Regions from separate parts of the Hordeum vulgare genome. Here region 1 is linked to region 2. Evidence: chromatin contacts called from public Hi-C data. All regions are on one chromosome and are shown on one strand. Each heading gives the region's core, a stretch centred on a gene start, on an enhancer-like site or on the middle of the called end of the contact. The rest is flanking DNA. Distances are from core to core; before and after follow the strand shown.

Region 1 (5,813 bases), core at 1,083-3,582, 100 kb after region 2:
TAGGCACCACCACCGCCTCTGCCATCGATCCTTGCCGCCCAACCTGAAACCCCTGCGTGGCCGCCACAACGGCAACAAGAAAATGAGATGGAACCGCCCATTTATTACCACGTCTGTCAACTATATGGCCACTCTTCGGAACCAATGAGATGGAGAGCCCTATTGTAGTGGGTTTGGTAGGTGTATGTGGCCGCTGCTAGAGGATTACGAGAAGCAACAAAGCTATGCTCATACCAGCAGAACATTGATTCCTGCGAGTTCTAGTATTTTTAGTAGTATAATTGAACTATATTTGCAATCTTAGGAGTTATTTTTTGTGATCTTAGTAAACGAGTGTCTCAAAATGCAATATATTTTTCTATGTAACAATGGCATGTAATTTACTTTGTAAGAATAATTTATGCAATTGATGGGATGAATTTGTGGTGTTTTTATTTTATACTATGTTCTTTTTGATAAGTGTTACGTAGTTAAATGAAAATTGAATTGCAAGGCTGGCAGCAAACAAAATGTAATTTACCTATTGAAATAAGGTAGGCGGTAAAAAAAAATTCCAGGTTCCGCTCATGCTGAGATCAGGAAGCTGAATAGCCTGGTCTCATTGTTCGCTTATTAGTCCATCTGGAAGGAGCGGAATAATTCGTGTCTTCGTGGGCAAGGCCAAGGAGCTGGGCCGTGTGGTGACTCAGATCAAGAGTGCTGTTTTTTGCTGGTACGAGGCTGCAGCTAGCTGCTTTGAGTCCTTGTTTAGCTAAGTTTGGATATTCTTTTGGGTGGTATTGCTCCTTGAGTGTTCGTCTCTGGTGTTGCATTCTTCAGTCATTTGTGCATTTTTGTTGTTGGTCGCCTCTGGGTCGACTTGAACTTATACCCTGAACTTTGTGTGTCGCTCTTTCTATTATGATCATATGCAGTTCTCCTACATATGGTTCGAAAAATGTAGGAGGTGATTTTGAATGGGAAACCGCCTCTAATACTTAAGTCTTGGAGGCTGTTTCAGAGGTGGATGCATGTAACTTCGTGCAGTCGTTGGGTTGCATATAAGGCGTTGTTAAAGTGTTTCATGAGCCAACGGATCACTAATAATACTCTTATGCTATTGATCTTCTAAGTTTTCTTGTCGTATTTAACTACATTTACAAATTGTGTGGATTAATTTATATTGGTATGTAATGTAGGATCAGACGAAATATGTACTCCAAAATTTGACATTATTGAAGTTCTAGCCATTGTTTTTCCTCGAGAATACCCTAGAAATTCACATTCTAACCGATGAAAGATCCGATGGCTTTTGAAAAGGCGGCGAAGGAAACGTGCAGAGATGGAGAATTGGCAAGTAGTCAAAACCTTAAGTGCTATATTTTCTCATGCATTTTTGCGCAAGGCAGCAGTAGTGCAATAGATGTGCACGTACCGAAATAGATGTGCACGCGCATTGCCAGTTATCTAGCACTGTATCGGCCGAAAGACTGAGATTCCATTCCGAGATGCCAATGTAAATGATTAACAATTCAGCTCGAACCTAACGTGTGCATGCATGCACTAAGTATCAGGAATCTCTTGAAAATTTATACTAGCATGCAATGCAAGAAGTTGCGAGGCGGCTGAAACAAAACGTGTCCCAGCTTGCAAAGCTAACTTGCATGATCAATGGTCAAAAAACATACTGAAGCTCATGATGAAACAACAGAAGCTGGGAACAAAATGCCGCATGACGTAATGACGAGACTTGGGACGGATCTCAGGAAGGCCCACGTCATCGTCTCACCAATTGCTTTAGCGACGAAAGCCATCTCCTCGCCATTTCCCAAAGTACAAACTTGCTCCGTTTCTATTTACTTCAGGTATTAGCTTTGACTGAAACCAAATTTTGTAAAATTTGATCAAGTTTGTAGAAACTATATAAACATTTACAGTATAAATTATATGATGTGAAAATAAGAGTCTTTCGCAACACGGCTTCACCGACCACAATTATTTTTGCAACACAAAGAGGAGGCCCGCCTCTGGGCGTTGGCGGGAGCTAAATATCTGAGTGCACTTATGTCGTCAGAGTACTCTTTTATTTTTGCTTGTCTAAATCTTCTTCTTAATTTATAAAAACTGGCAATTCTTTTGCTTTATTTTAAAAAAATATGTTGTGAAAATATATGCTATGATGAATCCAATAATATTGATTTAATGGTGTATATTATTAAAAGTATTTAAGGTTTAACTTTATACAAACCTAATATGTAATAAAATAAATAAAAACGAAGAGAGTACTTGTGCACACACGCACCAGACACTACTCGTGGGGAAACGAGTAGATAAAAAGTTCTCCTTACACCAGCCATACATTGGATCGGCGGACGGCTGAACGATTGCGCTGCCCTTGACGAGATCGGGTCCAAGTCTAGTGTTTACGTCGACATCAAGCAGGCACGTCCCAACGGCTTTAGCTCGCTCGGGTGGTCTGTTGACTCTTGTTTCATCATGAGTCTCACCAAGCTTGTTTGACCCTTCCGCGCCTAAAGTAGCCGCTGCAAAGCCGTGGTACATGCATGCTTGTGTGTGTGCATCAGGATAGCAACTTCTTGCATGCTCCAACTCGTTTCCAAGCTTGATGTTTTTTTTCTTCTTCTAACACGATAGAATTTTTTTAAAGAAAATCCAGATCTACCATAAACATTATTTCCTTCGTCCGGAATTACTTGTCGTACAAACAGATAAAAATAATTGTATCTAAAACTAGAATACATCTAGATACATACATTTTCATGACATGTATTTTTGGACCAAGGGAGTACAAAGCACCTCAAACTTCATGAAAACTCATCGAGCTCTCTAGAGCACCGAGTAATCATTATCAACGTCGGAACGAGCTGCTAATGCGCCTCTGACGTAGCTCACTTAGCAAAAACAGCTTGACCTTGTCTATGGCAACCGAAAAGTTTTTGTACACGTTGCCCAAATGACCAACGCCCTGAAGTCACAGTCGTTGGAGTTGAACCCTTAAATAGATCTAAAGTAACTGATATCAAATCTTGCCATCATGCACAACCACAAGAAATCCTAATCTCATCGCCGTAAGAGATGGCGGGATTTTAGAGGGTAGAATGTTTGGAAATCCAATTTGGCTCTAGGGAGCATATGTTCATGTGCGCACAAAATATATTTTGCAAAAGTCGGAAAAAATAGATGGGTTCATTATCGCACCAAAATGCTACCTCTAAATTTTTAGGAGAAATGTTTAAGCAATTTGACCTGTAAAATAAACAAGCCGGACAACAAATGGTACTTCCAAATGTTACGCTTAAATTTCGTTTTGCATAAAAGTTATCAATCACACTTGTTTCACTAACATGAACATCTAAAAAGACAGAAATTTTAAAAATTCATTTACTACTTATTTTGAATTTGTTATTCATTCAGGAGCATATGCTCCCAAGAGCCAAAACGGCACTTCCCTGTAGTAAGTGCTAGTTAATAAAGCTAAAGTAGTTTACTTGCTTCTTATTTTTGAAGGATAATAAGTAGTTACTTGTCAAAGTTACTCCCCCGCTATTGGTAGTCTAAATATTTTACTCCTACTTGCTATTTGTGAACACAGGTATGTACGTGTGTGGCAACGATCATGTATGATAATTAAAGCTCATGCGCTTTTTGGCTTAACTAAGGCATATGCATGCACACATGAACCACGAGCTGAATTGTTAATCGCTTCATCACTCCGGAATCCCTGATCTTTCTCGTTGTCTTCTCAAAGTATCCGATACTCCCACTCTTCCGTACCTGACTCCCGGCATTACTATCTTTCAAAATTTCACCTAAAATATGGTACTCCCTTCGACCTATATTAATTTTATTTGATTTAGTACAATCGAAGGGAATAGAAACAAGCAGTGATATACACAACAACATATATATGGGATCATGTCAGAAAAATAAAGGAAATTTAGTTTTGATTGTGAATAGTGAACAATCAAATTTTGGTGGTGAATTCGACTCATTATTGGCACTGAATTTAGCCTATTTAACAACATTAGTGTTGGATTTGACTTTGCTTCTCATGCTAGAAACTGAATTTTGGATTTTAAACATTATGACATAATAGAGAAAGGTTAATATTTCTGTTTAGAATTTTCACAATTTTATAGCAATTCTTAGGTGAGCCAAAATAGGTGAGTGCACGAGGAGTACATTCTTTGTCCGGGTGCAAATGGGTGTCCTTTAGGATCCATTTTTTGGGATTTTATAAGTTTTACATTAGTTTTGTCATGCTACTTAATTTTGCCACTAGAAATTTCAACTACTTAAAAATGTCATCTTTATGTTGAGTGTGTGCTAAATGTCACTCAACACTATTATCGTCCGGTCAAAGGCCATAGACAGGGGTTGAAGTGACTAAAATACCCCTGGACCACACTTGTCATTGTTCCCTCTACAGCTCATTGTTACATATGGATCCTAATTTTCAGCATGCAAAGATTGAAACTAGAAGCAAAAAATAGCTTTGCGTGCGGGAGATCGAATTCCCATGTGTCCTCATTTTTTCTTATAATTTAATTCTTTGTGTGCTTGGCAAAGCCGAATTTCCTTTGAAATTTTACTTTGTTTGAAGCATACGACTATAGAAAGGAGCTGCTGGTTACTTTTAATTGTCGATGAAGCCTAACATATTGTTGATAGCAAGTGTAACATTTTTTACGAGCGTTGGCCTTGATATTTTTCTAGTGTTATCTTTTTGCCAAATGTTTACCTTTTTGCCAATTGTTTTTCGGCCCATACTTGGCAAAGGTCCTTCTTTGCCGAGTGTTTGTGTTCATTTTTCCACAGGTATGCGGCAAAGGTCGTTTTTCCTGAGTGCCTGAGGTAAGGTGTTCGGCAAAGAGCGTAACACTCGGTGTAGAACCATTTTCTGGTAGCGGGGTTGAAACAAGGAAATTGATTTATCATGCTAGCTAACTAAATCTTCCAGGAATATTGCATTAAACTGAAATCAAGTAAATTTCATGTCACAAAAACTAATCCTAAAACGTACACACACATTTTTTTTCTAAAAAGGGTGTTTTATTACTTAAAGTAAGCGTTACATCCGACCTCTGCATAACTAAGATGCACACAGCCAAATAATGTCCTCTTAATCAAACGGAACGAAATATATTGAGACATGCATAGTCTGTATAACGCCTAAAGCGTAGGGGGGCAAATCCTAAGATCATGCTGCCACCCATGTTGGATAAAAGTATCCCTCGCCGTAGCCTCCAATCGTGTACACACCTTCGTAAATAGGTCTTGATTCTTCATGCATTGTAGAGAGGACCATAAACGAAGAGTCCTGGTACATTTGTAAATAACCTGTATAGGAGAAATACTTTTATCGCTAAAAATCTTATCATTTCTACATAGTCAAAGCGACCAAATAATGGCAAGCGCTCCCACCCTAAGAAGGGTTCTAAACGTGTGATCAATGCCATGTAGCCATTTGCCAAATACATTAGCAACACTACAAGAAGGATGCAAGCCAGAAGGTATTTGGATGACTGATCATATAAAAATAGCCAATTTGCATTGGAAGAATAAATGGTTTATTGTCTCATCATGATGACAAAAAACACATTGCGGACTTCCATGCCAAGTCCTTTTAATAAGGTTACCTTTCGTAAGAATGACTCCGCGACGAAGATACCATGCAAACATTTTATTCTTAAGCGGTTTCTTCATCTTTCAGATCTTTTTATTATTATCAACTCGCACATCAGACTAGATTAATGCTCTATACATAGACTCCACTGAAAACTGTCCATTCTCATTGAAAAACATCGTGTACA
Region 2 (5,835 bases), core at 1,689-4,188:
TCTCATGAATAGATATGTGACAGTAATAAACTAACAATAGTAACTGATGCTGGTTGGCAATAACATTAACAAATAAACAGGGAAATGAACGGTGTGATAGGAATTAGAATTCTATCTGAATTAATGTTTAATATCTAATACACGCAAACGGCTAGAAACTAAGAAAGAAGTACAGATATCACAAAACAGAAGTTACATAGAACATACAGGAACTTGGACTTTACGAAACATATTTGCTCCTCTTCTAGCATCAATTAGAGCAATATCTTGAGGAGTAGAAACAATTAAAGCACCTGCAGAAACCACATGTAAACGAATGCTTAGAAAAATGCACGCATTAGTGTTGAATCTTCATAGAACAGACTTGTAAATACCAGATAACCGAAGCCTTTGGGACATTGATAGTTGAGCATCACCAGTGCCGGGGGGCATATCAACAACAAGAACATCCAGATTACCCCAGGCTACTCCCCTTGTCATCTTCTCAAGAGCACTCATTACCTGATAGCAAGACTTGTTAGGTGTTAGGGGATTCCATGTGATCAAAAAGATATCAAATACCAATTCATCCCTTGCTACTACTATGAATCCTAAATAAAGTAGTACAATGTAAAACTTAATAGTGGTAATGACAAATAACTTCAAACCAGGCACAAACAATTCTGACATGCTTCCTGTTTCCACTGGCGTAATTGTGCAGTAATATGCATGTTTCTAGTGATTCACCTATTTTTTGTATTTATTAAGTACGACAACAGGGCAGGAATGTTTTCCAGAAATCTGAAACAAGAAGTTAATGGAAACACAAGCAAAAACAAACCATAGGACCTCTCCAAACGATTGGTGCATCTTTGTCTACAAGAAACCCGATGGACATACATCGCACTCCATGGTTCTCAACTGGAATCATCTTCATGTCTACAGAGAGAGAGGAAGTCACAGTCAACCAACAGAGATGTGGCAAACATAAGCAAAGGAGCAGGTAAATAATTAGCAATGAAGTTCAGAATTCTGGTAGTTTAGGTAAATCAGTATCCACAAAATTATTAGTGACAATGTGGTGATAATAAAAGGCTAAGCTGCCGAGCATCACAGTTCACACGTTAATTAGTACTTGAAGACTCGCACAGAATTATATGCCCGAATAGCTCTATTCAACTCAGCTCATGTAGTGCAACGTTAAAATCGTGATAAACACAATATGTTTTGCCGCAGATTGTGACTGCCTGAGGCCCTGAAGTTACAGTTTGTCAGATTGATTTGATTAAAAGGGTGAGTCACCATAAGCTTGAAGCCTTCAACTGACCTCAAAACACTGATATGGCCAACATGCTCACATACTCAAATGAAAGTAGCAAGCATTATCCATATGCAAACTGAAGGAAAATATTGGCATGCCTGGGCGTTATTTGCCTGATGATAATGGGAACCGATTTCAAACGGATAATTACATTGTTCCAAGTAATCCTCCATATTTTAATAGGCATAGACCAACAGATTTTACTGCTTCATTCAGAACTTAGAACAGATATCAATTCGCAATGAATAATCACAATGTTTGTAATAGGGAGTTCTCTTCAGGTCTTTCTGCACAAAATGTGGATTGTATTTTACTACCATAAATTTGTGTCGAAACCAAGATTATTCAAATATAAATCCAAAATTGTACCATGCATAAAAAATGTGGGGAAACAATAATATCTATCTGTTAGGATCTTAGAATATGTAGCAGTACCAAGACAACAAGGAAAACCTCGTAACTCACAACAATAAAAAAAATTAGCCAGTTATTGTAGATTTAAATTTTTATGCAAAAATTATAACATGTTTGTATGGCATATACGCATATGCTGAGAGAGGTACAGCTGATAGTGATACCTTCACTTACTTCAGGCTTTTCATGCAGATGCATCATTGTGGGAATGGATGGCCCATATATATCAGCATCTAGCAAACCAACCTTGAGCTTAAACTCCTTCGCAAGTGCTACAGCAATGTTAACTGCAACAAAAAAGGTACCAGATATAAGGGGAATGTTATGGAGCAAGTACCAGATATAAGGGGAATGTGATGGAGCATCATAAGTGGTTCTTCTCGATTCAGTATAAGTTTGGTTCATGATAGTTTGGATGAAAAGCAAAGAGAGATTATGCACCTATATCACTTGGCATCTAGCTGCCCCAGGCCCTCTCCAGAACAGAACATTAGTTGAACGCCTTATTCAGAATCAAATTCTACGTCATGATAGTTAATGGGCATATCTTAGTTTGGCATCATTTCTACTTCCATGCGAATTTACAGTTTTCCTTTTCCTTTTAGAAAGTATATACAAACTCTACAATCCTAATGCATATTCCAATATACAGTACCTTACAACTCTCTGCACTGCCACTAACAAATTTGAAAAGAAGAGACCAGATTAGAACCTGCAGTGGTGGACTTGCCGACGCCGCCTTTCCCCGAGGCGACAGCAATAATGTCACTGACGCCAGTGATTGAGAGCCCGCCCTTCGCGGCGGCGCTGTAGCATCTCCTGCCACCAAGCAAACCCTGTAAAAAAGCAGGACCATGAGCACATTTCGAGAAAGCATTTCGGTGGAACGGGCATGAAATGGGCGCAAATTTGCAGCGGCCACTTGTGGGAAAATTCAATAATTTGGCAGCTGTAGGAGAAGATCTGTGGTCTCACCGAGCGAGAGGCGATCCGGAGCATCGGGAAGAAATAGGCCCGCCGGAGAGAGAACGTATGTTCTTCTTTTTCCCCTTCAGTCTTACTGGGACGGCGTGGTGGGCGGGGCCAGGGGGAGACTGGTGGTGGGCGGGAGAGGTCGCGGATTGGCTGGGTTGACGTGGGACGAGGAGTCCAGCGGCTTCAGAGGGGATCCGGTGGAGGTTGACGGCGGCGACCTTCCAGGAGGCGGCGGCGGCAGTGACGGAGGAGGGCTGTTTCGTGGGTTGGACTTGGAGGGCTGAGGGTGAGGGACCCGCGGCTTGGGCCATATGGGCCGATCCTCGTGGGCCAGGCCGCGGGCACATAATTTCACAGTCGTGCTTCCGGTTTCTCCGTTTCCGGTTGTTTTTTCTGGTTTTCGTTTTTTTAGTTTTGATTTTTTTTTTCTGTTTCCAGTTTTTCTATTTCCGGGTTTTCAAGTTTTTTTAGGAAAAAAATTCTGTCTAAACCTATTAATATGGGATCTAGATTTAAAGTTCTCGACGTGAAAAACACAAAAATGAATACAGCTTGTGATTTGAACGCACGATTCTAAATATAAAACGTATTGATAGATGAATGGATGAAAAAAAACATAAAACACACACGCAACAACAAGTGTCATACAAACAAGTGCGTCATTTGTCAACACGAGTGGGAGTGAAAGTGAACTTTGTGAGAGGCACCCTCTAACTAGTTATATGGATGAAAAACTAGCACAAATTTGCTGCAATTCTCATGGAGAATCAAAGCATGTGTTTCCTACACATTCACCTTTTTCTCATTGAAGAAAGTATTCGATAGCTTTAGTAAAGAGCGTGTGCAGAGATATGGCAAATTAGCGAAAGAAGCAGTTAACACCGTTAGGCCCTGTTTGGAATCATAATAGATTATGATAATCTGAATTATGAAGATAGATATATAATCTGGTTTATAAACATAATCTAGGTGGACATGTTTGAAGGCCAGATTATATAAACTGTAATTCAGGTTTTACATTGCATAATGACCTGTCTGTCCTCTGTTTTTTTTTAAAAAGAGGAGGGTGGCGGTGGTAGGAATGTAATTATCTCCAACTTTACAAGGCTAATGAGTCATTAGCAATCCATAATCTGATTTTAGCTGGTATAGAGTAGATTATGAGTTTTTAATAATCTATCCATCTAGTTTTTATAATCTACACCATAAGTTGTCCTGTTTGGAGACAGAATAGATTATAAAAACTGAATTATATAATCTGGGTGGTTCCAAACAGGGCCTTAATGCGATCACTTTTCATGCATTTCCGACGCGCACGTACCGAAATGTATGTGTGCGCGTTTCGAGGTAGCATTGTATTGGAGCTTTGTGTTGGGTAACGTAGCATAAATTCAAAAAATTTCCTACGCATGTTCAGATCTTTCTATGGAGAGACCAGCAACGAGAGAGGGGTAAGAGCATCTTCGTACCTTTGAAGATCGCTAAGCGGAAGCGTTGCTAGAACGCGGTTGATGGAGTCGTACTCGCGGCGATTCCGATCTAGTGCCGAACAACGGCACCTCCGCGTTCAACACACGTGCAGCCCGGTGACGTCTCCCGCACCTTGATCCAGCAAGGAGGAGGGAGAGGTTGGGGAAGAAGTCCAGCAACACGACGGCGTGGTGTCGGTGGAGAGACGAGGTCTCCTGGCACGGCTTCGCCAAGCGCCGGCAGAGAGGAGGAGGGAGAGGAGCAGGGCTGCGCCGAGAGAGAGATTAAACCGTGTCTCCAACAGCCCCGAGTCCTTATCTATTTATAGGAGGAGGGGGAAGGGCTGCGCCACCCCTAGGGTTCCCTCCCTAGGGACCGGCGGCCACCAGATGGGAGAGGGGGGCGGCGGCTAGGGTGGGAGAGGTGTGGCGCACCACCTGGTGGGCCTAAGGCCCACCTGCGCGTAGGGTTGCCCCCTCTCCCCACCACTTGCACATTGGGCTGGGTGTGGGAGGCGCACCAGCCCACCTAGGGGCTGGTTCCCTCCCGCACTTAGCCCATCTAGCCTCTTGGGGTCGTTGCCCCCCTTCGGTGGTTCCCCGGGACCACCTCCGGTGGTCCCGGTGGTCCCGGGACGTTACCGGTGACGCCCGAAACAATTCCGGTGTCCAAAACCATCCGTCCTATATATCAATCTTTACCTCCGGACCATTCCGGAGCTCCTCGTGACGTCCGGGATCTCATCCGGGACTCCGAACAACTTTCGGTAACCTCGTACAACAATTCCCTATAACCCTAGCGTCATCGAACCTTAAGTGTGTAGACCCTACGGGTTCGGGAGACAGGCAGACATGACCGAGACACCTCTGTGGCCAATAACCATCAGCGGGGTCTGGATACCCATGGTGGATCCCACTAGCTCCACGATGATCTCATCGGATGAACCACGATGCCAAGGATTCAATCAATCCCGTATATGATTCCCTTTGTTTGTCGGTATAGAACTTGCCCGAGATTCGATCGTCGGTATACCTATACCTTGTTCAATCTCGTTACCGGTAAGTCTCTTTACTCGTTCCGTAGCACGTCATCGTGTGACTAACTCCTTAGTCAAATTGAGCTCATGATGATGTTCTATCGAGTGGGCCCAGAGATACCTCTCCGTCACACGGAGTGACAAATCCCGATCTCGATTCGTGCCAACCCAACGGACACTTTCGGAGGTACCCGTAGTGCACCTTTATAGTCATCCAGTTACGTTGTGACGTTTGATACACCCAAAGCACTCCTACGGTATCCGGGAGTTGCATAATCTCACGGTCGAAGGAAAAGATACTTGACATTAGAAAAGCATTAGCATACGAACAATACGATCTAGTGCTAGGCTTAGGATTGGGTCTTGTCCATCACATCATTCTCCCAATGATGTGATCCCGTTATCAACGACATCTAATGCCCATGATCAGGAAACCATGATCATCTATTGACTAACGAGCTAGCCAACTAGAGGCTTGCTAGGGACACATTGTGATCTATTCATTCACACATGTATTACTGTTTTCTGTTAATACAATTATAGCATGAACGATAGACGATCATCATGAACAAGGAAATATGATAATAACCATTTTATTATTGCCTCTAGGGTATATTTCCAACACTTTGGACCGTAGCTA

What was found. Hi-C and Micro-C count contacts between places; a contact is called where the count stands out from the background.
Region 1: a contact with region 2 is called in a Hi-C map of leaf, with 3 times the contacts expected there. The contact joins the enhancer-like site here to the promoter of LOC123447725 in region 2. A contact is called at or near these places in 3 of 6 Hi-C or Micro-C datasets (leaf and seedling) and 1 of 1 datasets of contacts at active chromatin or transcription factors (embryo).

Annotation. Positions count from the first base shown.
Region 1 is chr4H:32,337,134-32,342,946 of MorexV3_pseudomolecules_assembly, forward strand. No RefSeq gene overlaps it. Among protein-coding and RNA genes, the nearest start is that of LOC123447729, 20 kb to the right of the region's middle. Within about 2 kb of position 2,333, at least 1 of the 3 cell types and tissues checked has open chromatin away from gene starts, as enhancers often do. A contact at or near this core is called in leaf, where this site is marked.
Region 2 is chr4H:32,232,113-32,237,947 of MorexV3_pseudomolecules_assembly, forward strand. LOC123447725 (iron-sulfur protein NUBPL) reads right to left here and starts at 2,939. Exons shown (of 8, transcript XM_045124366.1): 1 at 2,690-2,939; 2 at 2,427-2,550; 3 at 1,879-2,001; 4 at 821-918; 5 at 375-501; 6 at 208-293. The coding sequence starts at 2,713.